6 separate regions of the Mus musculus genome follow, and all the other regions are linked to region 1. Evidence: chromatin contacts called from public HiChIP or PLAC-seq and promoter capture Hi-C data. All regions are on one chromosome and are shown on one strand. Each heading gives the region's core, a stretch centred on a gene start, on an enhancer-like site or on the middle of the called end of the contact. The rest is flanking DNA. Distances are from core to core; before and after follow the strand shown. Region 1 holds the start of Apaf1 (apoptotic peptidase activating factor 1). Region 2 holds the start of Fgd6 (FYVE, RhoGEF and PH domain containing 6). Region 3 holds the start of Ccdc38 (coiled-coil domain containing 38). Region 4 holds the start of Hal (histidine ammonia lyase). Region 5 holds the start of Elk3 (ELK3, member of ETS oncogene family). Region 6 holds the start of Cdk17 (cyclin-dependent kinase 17).

The links. Promoter capture Hi-C pulls out the DNA fragments that hold promoters and counts their contacts. HiChIP or PLAC-seq counts read pairs in DNA pulled down with a chosen protein or histone mark. Capture Hi-C pulls out chosen DNA fragments and counts their contacts.
Region 2: a promoter capture Hi-C map of adipose tissue shows a contact between it and region 1, with 4 times the contacts expected there. The contact joins the promoter of Fgd6 here to the promoter of Apaf1 in region 1. A contact is called at or near these places in 3 of 39 promoter capture datasets (hippocampal neurons, liver and pre-B cells), 3 of 484 Hi-C or Micro-C datasets (B cells, CD4 T cells and CD8 T cells), 1 of 115 datasets of contacts at active chromatin or transcription factors (astrocytes) and 2 of 9 other capture datasets (adipose tissue and liver).
Region 3: a contact with region 1 is called in a promoter capture Hi-C map of hippocampal neurons, with 5 times the contacts expected there. The contact joins the promoter of Ccdc38 here to the promoter of Apaf1 in region 1. A contact is called at or near these places in 1 of 39 promoter capture datasets (hippocampal neurons) and 1 of 115 datasets of contacts at active chromatin or transcription factors (large pre-B cells).
Region 4: a promoter capture Hi-C map of embryonic stem cells shows a contact between it and region 1, with 6 times the contacts expected there. The contact joins the promoter of Hal here to the promoter of Apaf1 in region 1. A contact is called at or near these places in 1 of 39 promoter capture datasets (embryonic stem cells) and 1 of 115 datasets of contacts at active chromatin or transcription factors (astrocytes).
Region 5: a contact with region 1 is called in an H3K4me3 HiChIP or PLAC-seq map of stem cell-derived neural progenitor cells, with 11 times the contacts expected there. The contact joins the promoter of Elk3 here to the promoter of Apaf1 in region 1. A contact is called at or near these places in 4 of 115 datasets of contacts at active chromatin or transcription factors (astrocytes, embryonic forebrain, large pre-B cells and 1 more) and 1 of 9 other capture datasets (adipose tissue).
Region 6: a contact with region 1 is called in a promoter capture Hi-C map of adipose tissue, with 4 times the contacts expected there. The contact joins the promoter of Cdk17 here to the promoter of Apaf1 in region 1. A contact is called at or near these places in 8 of 115 datasets of contacts at active chromatin or transcription factors (T-cell acute lymphoblastic leukemia, astrocytes, embryonic stem cells and 4 more) and 2 of 9 other capture datasets (adipose tissue and liver).

Annotation. Positions count from the first base shown.
Region 1 is chr10:91,081,088-91,084,337 of GRCm38.p6, reverse strand. It overlaps Apaf1 (apoptotic peptidase activating factor 1), which reads left to right and starts at 1,595. Exons shown (of 27, transcript NM_009684.2): 1 at 1,595-2,155. Ikbip (IKBKB interacting protein) reads right to left here and starts at 1,299. Exons shown (of 3, transcript NM_026166.2): 1 at 1,042-1,299. The coding sequence starts at 1,211.
Region 2 is chr10:94,034,538-94,037,787 of GRCm38.p6, reverse strand. Fgd6 (FYVE, RhoGEF and PH domain containing 6) reads right to left here and starts at 1,787. Exons shown (of 21, transcript NM_053072.3): 1 at 1,478-1,787. The coding sequence starts at 1,493. Vezt (vezatin, adherens junctions transmembrane protein) reads left to right here and starts at 1,989. Exons shown (of 12, transcript NM_172538.5): 1 at 1,989-2,118. The coding sequence starts at 2,083.
Region 3 is chr10:93,539,192-93,542,441 of GRCm38.p6, reverse strand. It overlaps Ccdc38 (coiled-coil domain containing 38), which reads right to left and starts at 1,810. Exons shown (of 16, transcript NM_175488.6): 1 at 1,633-1,810. Amdhd1 (amidohydrolase domain containing 1) reads left to right here and starts at 2,409. Exons shown (of 9, transcript NM_027908.1): 1 at 2,409-2,608. The coding sequence starts at 2,472.
Region 4 is chr10:93,487,302-93,490,551 of GRCm38.p6, reverse strand. It overlaps Hal (histidine ammonia lyase), which reads right to left and starts at 1,784. Exons shown (of 20, transcript NM_010401.4): 1 at 1,175-1,784; 2 at 618-678; 3 at 485-512. The coding sequence starts at 1,421.
Region 5 is chr10:93,309,568-93,312,817 of GRCm38.p6, reverse strand. It overlaps Elk3 (ELK3, member of ETS oncogene family), which reads left to right and starts at 1,659. Exons shown (of 5, transcript NM_013508.2): 1 at 1,659-2,066.
Region 6 is chr10:93,159,410-93,162,659 of GRCm38.p6, reverse strand. It overlaps Cdk17 (cyclin-dependent kinase 17), which reads right to left and starts at 1,784. Exons shown (of 17, transcript NM_146239.2): 1 at 1,460-1,784.

The DNA of each region.
Region 1 (3,250 bases), core at 346-2,845:
GGTGTCACCAATAAACTAAGCTGGAAATAAACCTGCATCAAAACTACTCTACCCTGGAGGATATCCAGAGTCTTTTCTGAATTCTATTAGCTCTCTTATTCCACATTTACACTAATATATCACTAATATATGCTTGGTTTCAAAGCTACAAATGTTGAGCGGGATGGCGGTGCCCCCACTACTGCAAATAAAGTGTAAAAATACATGTATATAGCTGGGTTGTATGTGTCATACAGCCAGGTTGTGGTAGTACATGCCTTTAACACCAGTACTAGGGAGGTGGAGGCAGGCAGATCTCTGAGTTCCAGGCCAGCCTGGCCTACAAAGTGAGTTCAAGGACAGCCAGGGCTACACAGAGAAACCCTGTATCAAAAAACTAAAACAACAACAATAAGAAAACACGAATGTTTAGTCTTAAGGGAAAACATATTCTTTACAATGTTACATACAGTTCAACTTGTAATTTAGGAGTAAGACTATATAGTCTTTTATAGCTGTTAAGAACATGCATGTCTGGTGTCTTACAACCATTGGTAACTCCAGCTTCTTGGATTTGACACTCTCTTGCGGGATCCTCGCGCACCTGCACACACGTGCACAAATACACTGACACTCATACACATAAACAAGAATAAATCTTTAAAAAAGGACTATAGTTTTAATGTAGGCACACAGCTCTAAATAGGAGAAAGTCTCATTAGCATTTATCGCTCAGCAACAACGAACTTTTTTTTATTAGGCTGCAGACATTTTAAGAGTGCGATTTTTGGTGGAGGGTGGAGCAAACTCATCCGCAAAGCTACAGAGTGGACGGGAAGTAGTGGTTTTTAGGTATGTGCAAACTTGTGACGTGCAGTAGTAGATGCTTAATAAAGTGTGGGCCGAGTCCTGGGTGACATGTTCCCAGACTTTAGAGGGCAGCGACAGGAGCATGCTACCAGAACATTGTTAAAAGAGCGTATTCAAGCGAGAGTGGGTTGGCTCGAGGTGCTAGGCGCCCACGCGAGGCCCGACCCACGGCCTGCAGCATCGCACACTTACCAGGCCAGGCCCAGGGTCATCGCCAGAGACAGCAGGCTGAGCCCAGTGCGGGGGTCCGCCCAGCCCGCGTCCCCCCGCGCCTCGGGGTTTTTCCTGCCATCACTCCGCTTCTCGGGCTCAGGAGCAGCCACTTTGGGCCCCGGCTTCTTTCGGCTCTTCACTTCGGACATGTCTGGATCCCTGAAGATCTTGAAGCCAGGATGGCTTTGGAGGGGGGCCGTGGGACGTGGCTGCAGAGCAGCTTCGGAAGGCCACGCCCACCAAGGCTGTGCCCCGCCCTCAAGCGGCTGGCCCCGCCTCTGGATTCCGCTACCCGACTGAGTCTGCGGGAGACCCAAGCTCGCGGGTGCGCGCAGGTTGCGGAGAGGCGCGTAGAGGGGGCGGGGCCGAGAGTGCCACGTCTAGCTGGGCGCGAGCCCGCGGCTTAGCCCCACCCCACCGCGCATGCGAGAACGCTCAACCAGGGCTTGCGGTCACGCGCCGGGCGGGGCGCGCGCGCGCGGCCGCGGCGGCGGGCCCTGGGCGAGTGAATTTGCGTGCCCGGGCGCGCGCTGTGTGGACTGGGCGGGCCCAGCGGTGTTTGAGTGCTCCGCGGTCCTGAGGCAGAGACCAGGAGGCAGCTAGAGGAGCAGACGTCTCACTCCGCTCGCGGAAGGGTGTGAGAGGGGTGTGTGGGGGTCGGCAGCGAGGGGTGTGTGCCATCAGCCACCGGCGACGATCTGAGACAGTCGCAGCGGCTTTCCGAGCGGCGTCCGCTTCCCGCCCGGGCAGCTCCCGCCAGAGGGGTGAAGCGGCGACTGGAGTGGCCGTGCTTTTGTGCCCTGGGTCCCGGTACCCTCCCCTGGTGCGGCCCGAGGCAAGCCCACCGAGGTGACCACCCCTCGACGCCGCTTGGAGATCCCGGGCATCCACCCTGCGCCCCGAGCAGCTGATACCCAGGGAGGTGTCAGGACCTGCCCGGGGCGCGGGGTCGCCGGAAGCCAGGCGGGAGCCCCGGCTGCTTTCTGGCAATCTAGTCTCATAAGTGACCCTCCCTGGGCTGCTTTCTTTCGATTATCATCAGTGACCCTCCCCCGGCTGCTCTTCCCAGCACAACTCCGGTGCAAAGGCTTGGGTAAGTTTACTGCCTCGGTCTCACCTCCCCAAGCTCCTCTGGGCAGGCTCTTTGCAAGTTCTGTTGTAGCTCCCAGGGACTGAAAGATCAGGGGACGCGGGATGTTTGGTAATCATCCTCCTGCTCTTGTACCAGGAAGAGAAATTATCTAAGGAGGAAGTAGACCACTATTACTGTTTTCCTGGATAGACTTAGCCTTTATATTGTGGTCTGTATCTCGGACCAGTTTTGGCTTTCTGTTTTGTTGTGGCCACAAAGAGGTTGTGGCCCTGGGAATTTGCCCATAGTATTCCAGTTTGTGTAAAGTTTGAAAAAAGTTGTTTAAAATTTATATAATTTATGGCTGGGCATGGTGGTGCACGCCTTTAATCCTAGCACTCGGGAGGCAGAGGCAGGTGGATTTCTGAGTTCGAGGCCAGTCTGGTCTACAAAGTGAGTTCCAGGACAGCCAGGGCTATACAGAGAAACCCTGTCTCGAAAAACCAAAAAAAAAAAAAAAAAAAAAAAAAAAAAAAAACCAAAACAAAAAAAATATTATATATATATATATAATTTATGTATATGAGTTCAGTAAGGCTAGAGAAAATTGGAACTTAGTTGTCAAAGTGTTTTTTGTTTTTGTTTTTTTTTTTTTTTTTGGAGACAGGGTTTCTCTGTGTAGCCCTGGCTGTTCTGGAACTCACTCTGTAGACCAGGCTGGCCTTGAACTCAGAAATCCACCTGCCTCTGACTCCCAAGTGCTGGGATTAAAGGTGTGCTCCACCACTGCCCGGTAGAGTATTTGGTTTTTGCTTAATTATTGGACATAACCAAAAATCTTTTCATAACGGGGTTTCTCTGCATAGCCCTGGCTGTCCTGGAACTCACTTTGTAGACCAGGCTGGCCTCGAACTCAGAGATCCACCTGTCTCTGCCTCCGGAGTGCTGGGATTAAAGGCGTGGGCCACGATGCCCGGCTGAGAAACTTTTAGGAAACTAAAAATGTTAGTCTTGTTTCTGGTCATTTCTTTTTCTTTGATTTTCCTTTTTTCTTCAGTTAGTTTCATTCCAGTTGTGGGCGCACAAACGAATGACTTCTTTATTTTTGCAAGTGCA
Region 2 (3,250 bases), core at 538-3,037, 3.0 Mb before region 1:
GTGTCTCTCTTTTAAATACCACAAAAATGCTGTGGATTTCCTTAATTGTAAAGTTGATAAGTATAAAAATAGCTAGCCTTGTTCTGGATTAATTTGAAGAAAACAATCGTAAACTTCCTGACTGAATTCTAGAAATTTTAATTATTAAGTTTTAAGTTTTTATTTTAAATTAATTATATTAATTCAGTCATTTTAAAAAGCTGAACGATGGCGAGGGTACAGAAACTTGGGCTGAAAACGATCCGTTGTTTAAATGGAACACATCCCAAAACTGAGAGAAACGTTTGTAAATAACTCAGTGCATGATGATCACGTGATGAATGCACATCACTTCAAAGAGAATAAAGGTCTCACTTTCTTATTGTTACTAATTTCTTGCCTGTTTGAAGTAATCCGGATTTTGCCTAGCAGTGTGACTCCTTCAAGGCTTTAGAAGTACAAATCAGAACATTTAGTGTGTGTGCTCTCCTGACAGTTTTCAAGTTGCAGGAATGTTAAACAAACGCCAAAAAAAGCAAAGAAAATTTAATCTGATACTTAAGTGCTAATTCTAGACCTAACTGAAGTGAAACTTACGCTCTTTTACTACAAAATCTCTCATCAAAGTTTCTTCTGATGTGGATAAAGATGCCTTTAATATATCCCATACCTTATTAAATTCTGGCTTTGAAAATGTGCTGTGTTCTTATAAAGAGACTGTCCCTTGGACACAAATTTGGAAGATTAGAAACTGTTCCTTAAAAAGGTCACAACACAATGAGCCAAAGTGCTTAAATTCACACAAAGGTAAGGAGAGGCTTTGTCATTTGGGTGAGTGGAAAGGAGGCAGACTGAAAATAGGGCTTTGTTTACACAGTCCAGGTACGAGGGGGGTGGGGGGGGGAGGAAGAAAGGAAGGAAGGAAGGAAGGAAGGAAGGAAGGAAGGAAGGAAGGAAGGAAGGAAGGAAGGAAGGAAGGAAAAGGTGAAGATGAGCAAAAAACAGGGAGGGGTAGGTGCAGGGGAGGGGGCAACTCGGTTTTGTTTTATTTTACCAACTAATAGTCCATACTCACTCAGGTAATAGGGCTCAAAACACCAGGGTGCAAACAGCTCTATCCAACCCTCCTTACAAGCGCGAAGAGTTTCAGTCAATAAATACTAGGTTTTCAAGCAACGCGGGCTAGTGGCGGAGTTTCTTCAACTCGCTGGAAAACTGTCCTAGCTTAGAATAACTGACTCCTCCACACCGGACTCCACGCTTCCCACACCGCGCACAGGCAGCGACAGCGCCTAAGTCACGGAACCCGAGCAAGCTCCGCGACGCCGTCCCATCACCTGGGCTCAGGGGTGGGGGACGCATCCCGGGGACCCCACAGCGGGCGCGGGCGACCGGCGCCAGTCCCGCACCGCCCACCCGCGGGGAACGCAGCGGGAGCCGGAGCCCGCCGGCGCCCGCCGCGACTACTCCCCAGCCCGGCGCGAGCGCAGCCACTTACCCGCGGCAGAAGTCATGACTGCCCCGCGCGGCTCACGCCCTCAGTCCATGGCTCCCGTTCAGTCCACACTCCCCAGAGTTTGAGCAGAAGACAAAAGTCCCCGCAGCGCCCACATTCCGTCCCGCACCGCCTGAGCGCCTCACAAAGGACGGACGCCGGCTCCCGCGACCCTCCGGCGGACCCGGGCGCTAGCGGCCAGCGACAGGGGGACGTGCACGAGCGCCGCTCCGCCGCGCTCCGGGACGATCGCCAGGCGCGCGCACGAGAGGAGATCGCAGCGGCTTCGCGGACGCGCGCCCCACCTCAACTTGAGAGAAAAATCCGCGCTCCAGGCGCCCCCTAGTAGTCAGGGGATGTAAAAGGCAGACAAAAGCCATAGCTCTCTCCAATAGGAGCTCTGGAACGCCCGCCCGCTCCCGCCCCTCCAGCCTACACGCTCACCCTCTTCTCCAATAAGCAGGTCGGAAAGGGGCGTGGGTCGCGATGCATGCCGGGAGTTGTAGTTTTCAGTGCCCCCGAGGTGGGCAGGAGCCGAAGCCTGGGTGCTGCCCGCCCTCCTGCCTTCATTTCCCATCGTGCTGAGGCGGGTGGTATGGCGGAGAAGGATGACACCGGAGTTTGACGAAGAGGTGGTTTTTGAGGTGAGGAGAAAATGGCGGGGAGTGTGGACCGTCTTTGTTTCCGAAGGACTAAAGGAAGAGCGAGAAGGCAAAGCGATTCAGAGGGGAGGGATAGGGTGACGGGCGCCTGCGGGCCTGGGTCCCCAATCCTCCGCTGTTTCGGGGCCTACTTGCTGCAGCCGCCTGACAGGTATAGCTCAGGGGATCCTGGCGTGGTTGGCCTCTGCCCCGAGCTCGCCCAGAATTCCCAGACCCGGCGCAATTGACCGGCCCTGGGCGGGAGCCTTGATCGGTTCTTACCCTATGGCTGCACCGCCCTGGACTGCGCCTCGTTGGGGCGGGGCCGAAACGTGCTGGATATTCTGTCTACTACTTAACCTCCTTCCCTTTTTATCTTTGATTTTTGCGGGCCTGTTAATCCATAAGTGCCTCCGGTCATCATCATCATCATAATCATCATCATCAAGGTGTGGCCTCTGGAATGCAGGCAGGCAGCAGGTGCCTTTCTATGTGGGGTTTAAGGTCTGTTAAGTGAGACCTGTGGCCAATGGTGTGAGCTCTGGCGTCTCAGCACCTAGGTTCCATTCTTTTGTCCTTGCTGTTGCGCTAAGTGTAGCCAGTTCTGAATGGAAGCTCTGGTCTGGATGTGAATGCTTTTGTGTTGGACTATTTTAAGATGTCTCTGCCATCTTGAATTTAAAAAATAAAGCCTAGTTAATGGCTTTAGTGCCATTTTTACCCCATCAGACAGGTCAATACCCACACCCTGGAACGTGTATGTGTATGTATTGAATATGTATGCCATACTTTCCCTCAGCCAACTAGATTTCAGGGAATTCATACAAGAGAAAGAGAAGAAATCCCCCGTGGTGTATAATGGGAGGGTGAGGTACGGTACAGAATGTGAAGTATTGAGATATCTAAAAACTGCCCGTGGAAGCATAATTTGGAACCCATTGTCCACTCATAGCACTTTAAAAAGCTACACACAGCAAGTGATACCCTAGGTAAATCTTCAGCTCTGAATGAAATTAGGAAGATTGATGGGAGAAAATGTACTCCAGGAAAAGGGTTTTATGTATGCCAAAGATCGGGGTGGGGTGACAATACTGAACGTGCAGCTTTAGGGGCTGGAGTATGGAGGGTTGCAAAG
Region 3 (3,250 bases), core at 561-3,060, 2.5 Mb before region 1:
CCATGAAAAAGAAGGATAATTCCTTTTTAGGCTTCCTGGGAATATATAAACCATAAAAGCACAGTGTGTGGTACATTCTATGAAGCCAGGGGAGAAACTGGTACTTTAGCCAGTCAGATCCCTAAGCTAACTGTCAATCAAGGAAAATAGCATTAAAATAGCTATGTCCACTGTTCCTTTACATGCGAGTATTAGCCCGAGTGACCCACGTTTTATCTGAAGGTCAAACAAATCCACAAACTACAAGCAAGCGTGGCTATATAAGGCGAAGACAACCGTGCCTCGGGGAAATTTTCAATTGATTTCCTGAGAACAGGTCAGGGGAGAACTAACAGAAGTAGGCATTTGTTGAACCCCAGTGTGAACCCATCTTTTATCCCTGCAATTACCTTTGCCTGCCAAAAGTTAACAGGTTAGCTAAAATTTTAGAGTATAAAAATTCTCTAACCATAAGTGACTCTGTTTCTACCCTCTGCCATTTCTACACCCCACCCCCTTTCTTCTTTTAATTTTTTTCTTTGACAGTGAGTCACTGTGTAGACCAGGCTAGACTGAAACTCACATAGCTCTATTACCACCCCTGGTTAATCTCTCTCTCTCTCTCTCTCTCTCTCTCTCTCTCTCTCTCTCTTGGCAGTACACAGACATTTGTGGTTGTGTTTCTGCTTTGTGAGCAGCTGTTGAGGTTTTCACTCACATTATTTTATAACTTCCTTCTTTTGTTTTTGTTTTGTTTTTTTCTACCCCATCTCTATTTTCTTATAGAACATGGTGTGGACCTAAAGGACATTTGCTTCTAGTCTGTCGGAAGCTATTTTTACTGTCTGTTTTATTAATGGCTATAAGGTGACCCAAAATTATCTTTGTGATTTGCAGAGTAAGCCTGCTTTTATGGTATTGTTTTCAGTCCTTGACCCTGCCACCCCCATCTCTTGTAGTATTTGTTGGCCTGGGCAAGGGAAGAAAATCTCTTATCTTTTTAGGAAACATACCATAGAAACTAAATAACTTAAGGGTGATATAGTCTTTAGTCTCAGCACTGATGTGCAGTGTGTGTGTGTGTGTGTGTGTGTGTGTGTGTGAGTGGGGGTGGGGAACCAGGGAGAGAGAGAGAGAGAGAGAGAGAGAGAGAGAGAGAGAGAGAGAGATCTGAATTAAAAGGCTATCCTGATCTACATAAAGGGCTCCAGAACAGCCAGGGCTACACAGTGAGACTTATCTCAACAAGAGAAAAAAGACCAAGGGGGGGGGAAGCCCTAAAACCACATATGTACAAATAGCATTATACAGACCAAGTGGGCTGTATTTATGTATTTAGGGACACACACACACCATAGAAAAGGTCTTGAATTTGAAAGAGAACAAGGGTGGTTTAAGAGGAAATCAGGAAATGATGTCATTGTAATCTCAAAAAATTTATGTGTGTGTGTATATGTGTATGTGTGTGTGTGTGTGTGTGTGTGTGTGTGTGTGTGTGTGTGTGTATGTATTCTTTACAAATCCTGCCTGCCAGTTCTTTAAACAATCTGGATACTGTCTGTCTACAACCTTGAGTGCAGTGGTGTGTGTGAAAGCCACCACACTCGGGAGGAGGGGGGGAGTGTCAGACACCCGGGTCAAATCTGGTTTTACCTCAACAAGTCTGGATCACTGTTGAGACCTATCCTTCAAGAAGGCGGTCGGGACAAAGCAGACAGAGGCACCAAACTGATACTCTGTGTCTCAGCTTCATCCTTCCCTGCTCCAGGCTCCCTTCATCCTGGGAACCGCTTACTACCAGGCCCAAGCGCCGATCTGGCCAACCGAACACGCGTGGCACCCGCAGCCAGGCTAGGAGGGTCACGCGGACACCGTGAGCCTCTGCCCCGTGCCCCTGTCGCCTGTCAGCGCAAGTTTGCTAGGTTCAAGTTCCAGCTCCCAGGGCACAGTGTGTTTTTGTCTCTGTTTCTGTCACTGTGTCTAACACACACACATACATACATACACACACACACACACACCATGCACACTCACACCACACGCATACACACACCCCACTGTGTCTGCCTCTGTTTCTGTCACTGTAACACACACACACACACACACCACTGACGTCTCTGTGTGAGCCCTTCCCAACAACACTTCACTTGGCCACTGCACCGCATCTACCTCGCCCAACTTGATCACTTCCGGTGGTGGCTAAATTTCAGTTTTGTTTTGTTTTTAATCCAGAAGTTAGGGGTTGGGGAGGGGGTGATATAACCATCACCTCCTTTACTCCAAACCTGGAAAGGAGACCTGAAAAGACTGGCGTCCACAATAAAGTTTATTCCAACTTTATTCCAGGCGCTCTGGTTGGCACTGCTCCTGTCCCGGTCACTGGCTGCTGGCCAGCTCCCGCCCCACGCTGCCCAGCCCCGCCCCGCCCTGCCCGGGAGCCACAGCTCGCAGGCTCTCCTGTCCTCCGCAGCCCGCCAGCGGCTAGAGCGACAATGACGAGCAGCCACCGCCTCCTGCTGGAGAACGCACAGCAAGTGGTGCTGGTGTGTGCCCGCGGCGAGCGCTTCCTGACCGGGTCTGCGCTGCGCAGCCTGGCGGTGCTGGAGGGCGCCAGCGTGGTGGTGGGCACGTGAGTAGCCAGTAGCTGGGGACAGGCGAGATGGGGTTCCGGAGCGAAAGCTCTTTCTCCAACAAAACACCTTCAGGGCATCTTTCATTATGATCATTGATCATTGATCCCATTATAGCTTCTAAAGTACTGGCTGGTGGGTTTGCTTTGTTGTTTCCAGAAGAGTCTGTAGACTCTTTTTTGCTCTAAAATCCCGGATATTGATCCAGGTGTGCAGTCCCAGCACCCAAGAGGCAGAAGGTGAGGTCTGTAGTCTAAGGCCATCCTTGACTGTATGTAGAGTTTGCATGTGAGATCCTGTTTCAAAAAACAATCAAGAACTTAAAAAAAGAAAGAAAGAAAAGAAAGGAAAGAAGGAAGGAAGGAAGGAAGGAAGGAAGGAAGGAAGGAAGGAAGGAAAGGAAGGAAGGAAGGAAGGAAGGAAGGAAGGAAGAAAGAAAGAAAGAAAGAAAGAAAGAAAGAAAGAAAGAAAGAAAGAAAGAAAGAAAGAAAGAAAGAAAGAAAGAAAAGAAAAAGAAAAAAGGACAGGGTTTCTCTGTGTAGCCCTGGCTGTCCTGGACTCTTGTAGACCAGACTGGCCTCGAATTCACTCACAGAGTTCCACTCATCTCTGCTTCCCGAATGCTGGGATCAAAGACATGC
Region 4 (3,250 bases), core at 535-3,034, 2.4 Mb before region 1:
CTGGATGAAACCTGTCTTTTAGTATAGTGCTCACCCAGATATACCCTCCCCCTCCTCTTCCTCTTCTTCCCCCTCCTCTTCCTCCTCCTCCTCCTCCTCCCCCTCCTCCTTCTCTTCCTCCCCTCCTCCTCTTCTTCCTCCTCCTCTTCCTCCTCCTCCTCTTCCTCCTACTCCCCTTCCTCTTCCTCCTACTTCCCCTCCTCCTCTTCCTCCTCCTCTTCCTTCTCTTCCTCTTCCCTCTTCCTCCTCCTCCTCTTCCTTCTCCTCCTTCCCTTCCTTCTCCCCCTCCCCCTCTTCCCCCTCCTCTCCCTCCTCCCCTCCTCTTCCTCCCCCTCCCTCCTCCCCCCTCCTCCTCTTCCTTCTCCTCTTCTTCCTTGTCCTCTTCTCCCCCTCCTCCTTCCCCTTCTTAAAGTGGTAGGTGAAAGGAGGCATATTTCAGACATGACAGAGTTTTATATTCCCCACAAAAAGGAAAATAGCTTACTTTTTCAGGCTCCCGGTATTTGCTGTATCTAAAGCCAGGTAAAGGAGCAGACTAGCAATGTGGAACAGCCCCAGCCCCACCGTGTCAGGACCAGCCACCGCAGGGCTGACCAAAGGGGATGCACAAAGGATACAGGAAAACTCCTTCTGGCTGCGACGGAATGAAATCAGGAGACATCACATCACCTTCAATCACTGAAACAAGAAGGGGAGAGAGGGGCCTAGCAGGTCACAGGGTGTCACATCAGGGCAGGTGTCAGACCCAGGAATGACCCCTCCATGCACTGAGCTTGTGTTTCATAGCAACGGCTGCTGGACCGTGACATCCTACATTTTCACACGGTCTTAGCGTCTTTACACAGGAAAGCAAAAAGCAGAAAGGTAGCAGGGGGATGTACGTGGAAGATTGGTTCTAGCCTGCTTCTGTTTCTACTCTGGCAGTCCCTTACAGAAGGATTCTGTCATTGCAAGGGACTCTAACCTGCAGCCTTGGGTTCAAGTCCAGACTGTCACTGTGGCCTGCCTCTCTCCATCTATTGCAGGCTGGGGGCAGGGGGAGGTGGATGATAAAGCAAGGCTTGAGGCTCCCCCAGGGCAAGTACTCAAGTCTTTTTTTCTTGCCGTGTTCCCTGACACGGGGGTGACTTCCTCCAGGACATGCCAAGGCTCTGTTCCCCTGAGGGCCACTCACCCACTTCTACGAACTCATTGTCCTCTAAGGCCACCTCCAGCTCGTCCTCATTGTCCAGCAGGCCCAGGCCCTTGCACCGATGCACAAGGAATTGCACTTCATCCACCGAAGTGAAGCCACCATTGTCCGGTTTGTTCTTCATGTAGCGTCGCACAGCCTCACGGCCCAGCCAGCCAACAGTGAGCTTCCCATCCTGACAGGGCACCGCCAGCCATTCCCCACGCACGTGCACTGTGTACCTAGGCATGGCTCAGATGCTATAGCCCTTCTGAGCAGCAGGCCACTGTAACCAAGGGCTGGCTCCTTTCCTACAGTCCTCGACTGGGGAGAGCCTTTATCCTTTACCAGGGAGGGGAGTGTCTGCTGGGGTGTGGTTGGCAGTGAGACTGAGAGTGGACTTTCAGAACACACCCCTTCCCTTGCCTTTAGCCATTCACACTTTAAACAAATATTGATTGCGGTCTCTGGTGTTCCTTTGGCCTTTCTGGATGCTGAACTAGGTGCAGGAGACAGGGATATGGGTAGCTGAGCCCACTTTTAATGTAACCTTGTAGTTCTCTGACCCTGGAAGTCCTTCTGACCAGGGTTCCCCGTTCTCTCTCTCCCTTTCTGAGTCTGCCTTGAAAGCTGCTTATAAACACCATGTTCCCCTCTTTAGGGAATTACTCAATTGGTAAAACGCATCCTCTCGGTCAATTGTGACACCCAGAGTGTAGCAATCCCCATTCATTTATTTATTCCACAAACACGCGTTGAGCAACGCCTCCCTGCCAGTGCCCAGTGCTACCAAAGCCATTGCTCCATCAAAGAAAGCAGTTCTGAAAAGGTTGTGTTTAGACACATGAATCACCGTAGCTTGGAGGCCCTCAGCTCACTACCCTGGGGTGAGTGAGTGATCTTCCCGTTTCCTAAGCCAAAGGCAAATTCTCTAATGCCGTGATTCGCGGCATCTACCTGGGATAAATCCTGGCTGTGTGACTCGCAGTCATTTGAGTCCCCTGGGATTCAGCTTTACTCGTCTATGAAACGAATATCCCCACGGGCAGCTGGAAGGACAAAGTCAATTAGTGTGTGTCAACCCTGAGGTCCGTGCCTGCTGGATGGGGAGACTCCCAATTACTCTCACCAGGACTTGGACTTTAACACTCCACATGCCCTCAAGAGTGTGTGTGTGTGTGTGTGAATATTCCTTATCTTTGCCCCCTGGATATCCCTAGTTCAGCTAAGCTTCTTCCCTGCCCCAAACCGCTTCCCCTGCACCCCCCCCCACCTAATTTTGCCCCACCTGTGTTAAGGAACACTGATAGCCCAAGAGATTCAAAGAATTGTGTGCGCTTTAGTAGTATGTCAGTTCTGAGAAATTTGATTGAATAATCAGAAACCCTGACCTGCCTTCTACTTCATTAGAACAGTTGCTCTGTAGATAGACACCCAGATCCACATCCAGTGTCTTACCATCAGTCTATCGAAATGTATTCATCAGACAACCACACCCCGACTGTGCCCTGCAATTTGGCAACATCTCGATTTGCTATCAAGACAGAAGTTAGCTTCAGTTCAGTATTCCACCTCCAGGACATGGCCTTCCACCTTACTTAGCTCATCTCTGCCCACGGACCTGACCTCCGGTTAACCCTTTCTTCTCCTCCTGAACCCCACCGCTTAGGAAGCTATCCTAGTTGCTTATGTGGCTATGCTTAAACAGCTTCAAGGTCCTTGGGAAGCCAGAATCTATTATGTGTGTAATTTGGGATGAAACCCATACCCTGAGTCCTTACTCTGGACTGTCACCTGCTTACCCCAGCAGACTGATGTAACAAGTCCTATGACCGTGGGGGTGATGGCACCACCCTTTGACTCATGCCCCCCCCAGAGGGAACGCTCCAAGTCTTCCCTCTCTCCTCAACTTGCAGCTCATTCCCAGATACGGGCTTCATCTTTTACAACTCTGGGAAAACTGTGGCCCTCAGATGTGAACCACCTTCATTTATTCATTCATTCACCACCAAGTCCTGTCTGAATACCTGTTCAGATGTTGATGTCTGGAGATGAACAGATGCGCCAAGGCTGAGATGT
Region 5 (3,250 bases), core at 410-2,909, 2.2 Mb before region 1:
CTGACTACTCATCCCTTCCTGTCCCCAACCCCTGGTGACCAGAACTTTCTCACTGCGCCAATAGTTCTGCCTTTTCTGGGAGAGGTGGGATCATACAGCACGTAGCCCCTTCAGATTAGCTTCTCCCAAGTGGATACTTTCTAAAATAAAAAGCAACATGTATTCCTAAGTGTGGGAGCTTCCGAGTTGGATGATAAATCTAAATCCACACTCTGCATTCAGTTCACATGGACAGCTGGATCATATAGGGACACAGTCTGAGTTTTGCTGAGTGACTGGAGAAGCCAACTAGGGATTTTAAATGATAATCTCCAAAGTGGAAAATTAGCTGTGGAAAATCAGGGTTTGATAGACAGCCCCCTTTCCCATAATTCCTCCTTCTGTTTCACATCTTACCTTGGTCCCCCTCCCTCCTCTCCCCACCACCATTGTCTCTTCTCAGAGCACGGGCAAGCCTGGTCCTCAGTGTATAACCAGCAGGTTATACACATCAGTGATTAAGCAAAAATGCTGCCCTTGTTTAACAAGGTGTTCTGACAGGCACCTGCAGATGTGCGTGTGTGGGGTGGGTATTAACATCCCTGAATTCAATCTAGAACCTTTAATAGTAACCAGATACTCAGAAACAAGCAATCTTTCAGAGAGATAGCAAATGCTAATGGGGGGGGGGCAAGGAAATGTCAGAATGTTGTCCTGCTGACCTGGAGACTTGGCCATTGGTCTGGGATAAGTACGCTGTGGCTAGTTTGCAAAGCACCCCTTACTCTCAACGCGATTCTGTTATTGGGGCTTCCAATCACACCAGACACATTGAGGTGAGGGCTTAAGGGTTACAATTAGGGCTTTAATGAGCCATGTACTCTCATGCCAAACGTTCAAGATTGAAAACTACTGGTCAGAAAGCCCCAAAGGCAGGGGACTGGAAGGTTCTGGAAGGCTGGGGCTGGAGGAACTGTATACAGGGTTTGTTAATAAGAGACCCATTCCCTCCTGCATCCTCCGAGCAATGCCCAACTCTCCAATCAGATCCTGGCCATTGTCCTCAGGGGCGGGGAGTCCAGTCTTGAAACCACAGGGTACCCCTTCCCCTGTCTCAAGCCACCTGGAGCGCCTAAGCAGTGCCTGTCTAAAGCCACTTCACTCATCTCTTTTCTAAGACACAAGGCTCCTAGTTTGTGGCTCTTAAGAAAGTATTCCCAAAAGAGGATCCCAACTCTAAAACTGCCTCCAAATTATTACTATTAATATTAATTATAGTGCTGCTGTTAAATATGCCCCGACAGTAACTCTATCCGACAGCATCTTAGGAAGACTCCATCTCCCTTTGTGCACGCTTATGTTTTTCACCCTCATCTCCTCTGGTCCGCAATAAAAGCAGCCCGGTTCCCAGAGCATCCAAAGTCCTGAACCCCACTCGCCATCCCTCCTGTCCCTAAACTCTTCTTCTATGCCTATGGTAGAGAAAAGCTCGCTTAGGGACCTCCCTTTCGGGGCACCATTAGCAGGGCACGAACCCAGGGTGATGCCAAACTTAGGAACCCGAGGGCTCAGGAGCCGACGGAGCCCCCGCCGAGTGGAGAGACGGCGGCCTGGCCGGCGGGTCCCCAGGCTCCTCCCCTGGGGTGGCCGAGCAGGAAGCGGGGCGGGCACGGCGCGGGGGCGCGCGGGGCGTGCGGGCGGGCGCGGGGCCCGGCGCCGGGGGTATGCGCGGGTCTGGGCGGGCAGCCCCGGCGCACAGCCGCGGCCCGGGCGCACGGCGCGGGGCGGAAAAGCCTGTTTACACAGACTGCACACCGCCTGGGGAATAATGCAGTAAAGGAAGTGAGCAGGCTCGGCCTGACTGCTCCAACTTCCTGCTCTCACACACACCAGAGGAGGGGGGGGGGGGAGAAAAAAAAAAAGAGGAGCGAGAGAAAGAAAAAAAAAAGAGGGGGGAAAATCAGGATCTCATTACAAGAGCAACAGACCGTCTGCAGACGCCTGTCAGCATGGAAAGTCGGGGGCTTTCGCCCGGTTCCTCCTAGAAATCTCCCCAAGAAGACTCCCAAACGCTCCCCCACGTCTGGGTAGGTTGCAGGACTGTTTGCCTGTTGCTCCAGCGCTTGCAAAGTTTTCTTCGGGCTATTTTTTTTTTTTAATTTTTCCTCTTTTTTTTTTTTCTCCTTTCTCCTTCTTTCTTTTCTTTGGCTGGTGGGGGTGGGGTTGTGGGCGCTGTGGGGTGAGTTGTAGACTGCGTTGGGGGAGGATGGGGGTGCGTCCCCGCGGGGGAGGATGCTGTGCGTCGCCACCGCCACCGCCACCGGCGCCACCCCGGGAGCTCGTGCTCGGGCCTGGGGTCTGCACTGCGAAGCCCGGAGGAGACACCCTGAGTGCAAACTCCTGTATCCCTGCAGCGAGGCTCCGGGGCTCTGGGATTAGGGATAGTGGTCGAAGCGGGCTGCGTGGCTGGAGGCTGGATTGTCACTGACCTCCAGCCGGGGTTGCGGTCCGGATCCCTTCAGGATGGGCACCGAGGCGCGAGTGTTCGGATTCAGGGGAGAGCACAGGGGTGGAGAGGGAGCGGAGGACTTGGGCCATGGAGATGTGGGGCCCGGGGCTACGTCCACTCTCTCTGGGCAGGTGACCCCCGCCCAGGTCACCGCCCCAGGCGCACGCCCAGTCTAATGGACATTTAAAAGCCGGCCGAGTCGGCTAGTCCAGATTCGGATTGGGGAGATGGGCCAGGCAAGGGATGAACTTGAAACTCTCAGCTCTTTAACTTCCAACTGCCTGCTGGCCTGTAATGTTACTGGAACTTTTTTTTAAGGGGGGGGGGCTTGAAATTGGGAGGCGGGAGCTAAAAATATTAAATGGTCTCTGTTTTGTTACGACCGAATCATTCCGAGGATAAGCTGCAGTTACGCGGCGGGTGGGGGTGGAAGCAAGAAAGGCTATTTCAGAAACTGCAAAAGGGGCTTTTTAGAAGGAAAAAAAAAAAGAGTGTCGGGAGAGTTTCTGGCTTGTCTGGAAACGGCAAGACTAATTGCCGTGCGCTTCCGCTTTGAAACTGGCTGCAGACAGCATCTTGAAAATGACTCACTGAGGAGCTCACAAAGAAACTGCGGCTTGCTGCTGCTTCTCAGGTTTATGTATTTGTGCCTTTTACAGTTTCCTTTGTAGTGTTTGAGGGTCCCCCGCCCCTTCCCTGCCGGCCCCCTCCAGCCCTCCCCATCTCGAAAGCCCCTCGCCGTCCTATAACTCCCTGCAGTGC
Region 6 (3,250 bases), core at 535-3,034, 2.1 Mb before region 1:
TTATGCAGATGTTAAAAGAACAAAAAAAAAAAACTGAAATGACTTCATTAACCAGGTGACACCACATTTAATACATAAGCCAATTCCTGGTGTTCACAAGAGAACAAAATAAAACCAATTAACATTCCCACTAGCAATTTTTTTTTCCTCCTTAAATTTAGTTTACACATGTTTCTTGATTCAAAGGTTTAGGTCAATTCAACTGATCAGAGGTCGTCTTCTGTTCCGTGGTTAACAACGTCAATTTCCAAGTCACTCAAATCCATTACTTTGATAGTCTTGCACAAATGCAGTTAAAAAGAAACCCAACAAAGGATTAGGAAAAAACAAACAGCAAAGTTGGGAGGCAAGAGCTGTCTCCCTTAGTCAAGCATTGCCTGTGACGTGACAGAAGCTCTGCTACCAGAAATACACTTTGCTGGCCCAAGGAATGGCCAAGACGCAAAACAAAATTTGTGACTTGTGTCTAGAGAATCAATTTGGCTCAGGAGGCGATAAAACAGGGCCACTGATGCGTCGTCTTCGATGGCCACATTAACATAAGGGAAAGGCGCCACGGATTTCAGCTAAAGGCTTTTGCCATTTTTGAAGAAGAAAAGCTAATTGTTAATGGCCATGTGACACAGAAGATCCCAGAAAGGAAAGGGTGGGAGGAAAAAAAAAAAAAAGAGAAGAGTTCAAGGCAGTTCAGGGTCAGACCAAGTCAGGCATCCTGTCATTAGCAAACGTTCCCCTAGCTGAAGGCAAAATACCGCTTACCCCAGAAGGAGTGGGTGAAAAGTAGGGGAGAGAATGAGTGGGGAACCACAGGGGACGGCGAGGTGGCAGCGTGGGGGTGATGTGGGGAAGAAAACTGGGGCCACCCAGCTGAGATGGGGAGCAGAAGCAACCGGACAAAAACACCGAGAAAAGCAACTGCGGCTAAGACAACGGTGGAACACACACACACACAACCCCCTCTTCCCGGGTTCTCTGGGTTTCCCACAGTCCCTCCGCCTCCGGTTGGAGCGACACTCAGGGGTGTGACCCGCCAGCAAGAGGGCTGCCCGGAGCTTTGTGTCGACCCGCTCCCCCACGAGAGGGCTCCTCCCCCGCGGAGCTGCCCACCCACCCGCGCGCAGCCTCCCGCGTCTCCAAGGAGCCCGCAGCGCCGCGTCCTCGCCCACTCCCGCCGCCCCGCGCCCGCGCCTCCACCCCGGCCCCGGGGACCTTTGTGTCTCGGGGGGACTTTCCGCCTCTTCCCCTCCCGGCGCCCCACGGGGCCAGCAGCCTCCCCAGGAAGCCTCGATCGGCTGCGAACTCTCAGCGGCGGCGCATGGAGCCCCTCCCCCCAGGTCCCCCAACCAGCTCCGCACTCCCGCAGCCCACGCCGCGCGTGGACATGCGACCGACAAGATCCCCACTCGAGCCGCCCGCTGACAGGCGTCACGATCCCTGCCCAGCCCCGCTGCCAACTCACCAGCAAGTGCGGGGACCGCGGGCTCCGGACCGGCGGGCGCGCAGAGCGAGCGAGCGGATGCAGGTCCGGTGGTGGCGGACGCGCCGAGGCGCCTCAGGCTCAGGCCTCCCCCCACCCCCCAACCTCGCGCCTTCCGCTCCGCGAGGGCCGCCGGCCGCCTCACGCGTGGCAGAGCCCCCCGCTCAACATGGCTCCCGGGCCGCGGAGCCTCGCGGACGGCCCAGTACTCCCGGCCACCGAGCCGGGGCGGAGCGAGGCGGCGGGGCGCGGGCTGCCGGACTGCCGGGCGCTGGGTAGACCGCAGCCGCCGCTCTCGTTCGTCTGAGTGCGCGTTGCTTTCTCTCGCTCGGAGGCTGCGGCTTGACGCCTCCGCCTGTTCCCCGGAGCGAGCGAGAGCGGGGGTTAGAAAAAAAAAAAGAAAAGAAAAAAGGAAAAAAAAAAAAAAAAGACTTTTATTGAAACGATCCAACCAGCGGCGGCGGAGAAAAGCGACCGGCTGCGGGAGCTTCCCCACCCCCGCCTGCACGGCTCGCCTGGGGCAGCGCGACCCCTGCCGGCGGTGGCGGCGACGGCGGCATGCGGGGCGGAGCCTTGCCTGGGGGTGGGGCTTATGACTGGGGCGTGGTCTGGGCGGGGCTGGGGGGTATTCCCAGGAAACTTCAAGCGTGGCTTCAAACGCGGCTGGAGAGCAAGGGAGACCCTGTCCGTGGACAGAACGCTGAACAGTGTCTGACCATCGCGATTGGTGAGGAACCGATCGCCACAAATCAGCCCCTCACTGTCCCCTCGCAACAATAAAACTCTGCTTGAAGTATTCCAGGCGCTACTGTACACAGGATGCCTGCCTCAGTACAGTGCTTCAGATGACCCACAAAGAAATACCTCGGTCGATTGCTGCAATTTTCTTCTGTTCTGTGACTGGATATGCGTGGCCAGTGCAGTAATCACCCACGCACAAAGCTTTGATTTCAACCACAGTGTTTTTAAATGTTATTACACTGTTGGCTCTAGGCTGGGGGGGGAGGGTGGAGGGGGGAACTAAAATGGTTACAATAAAACTGTGTTGTGAAAGAGTCAATGCTAAGTTATAGGACCCAGAAAGAGATACTGTTGCAGTGAGTTAGATTCTGTTGCTTGAAGGAGGCAGGCCAAAGAGGTTGGCCCAGTTTCTGTAAATCTTTTTACTTTCTTCTTCCCCAGTTAGGAACAACTGAATGTGTAGACAAACTAAAGTGATCCTGGCCCATTTCTTTCCACAAGTAGGGATAGAAGCTTAAAGTAAAAGCAGACTTAAGTGGCAGAGGAAAATACTGAGAGAACTGAAAGAAGACAGTAGGGTCCGGATGTGGACACCCTAACCAAGAAAAGGTTAACGGTATAAAAGGCCAGTAGGGTGAAGGTTGGGGTTTTTTGTTGTTGTTGTTGTTATGTTTTGTTTTTCTGTTCTTATCACCAGGAAGTGCACGATATATTTTAAATCTCATTATCTACTAAGGACTTCTGAATCGTATCTTTTCTGATTGATGCGCCTTTCCTTGAAGATACTTCCTGCCCTTCTGTCTAGAACTTTGTCGGACACAGCTGGATGTGTTTTCTACAGCTCATAAGGTTCATATATATCAACCGGAGTTCTCCTGTGTCTCCAAAATTACCAGAACTATAGGTTAACAATAATTATCCTCTACAAAGACTTCAACACTTGTTTACCCTATAAAAATGTCCATATTTATACTTCCCTTCAAGAATGAGTGTGTACTTTTGAACAGCAGTTAATGATTTTTTTAATATATG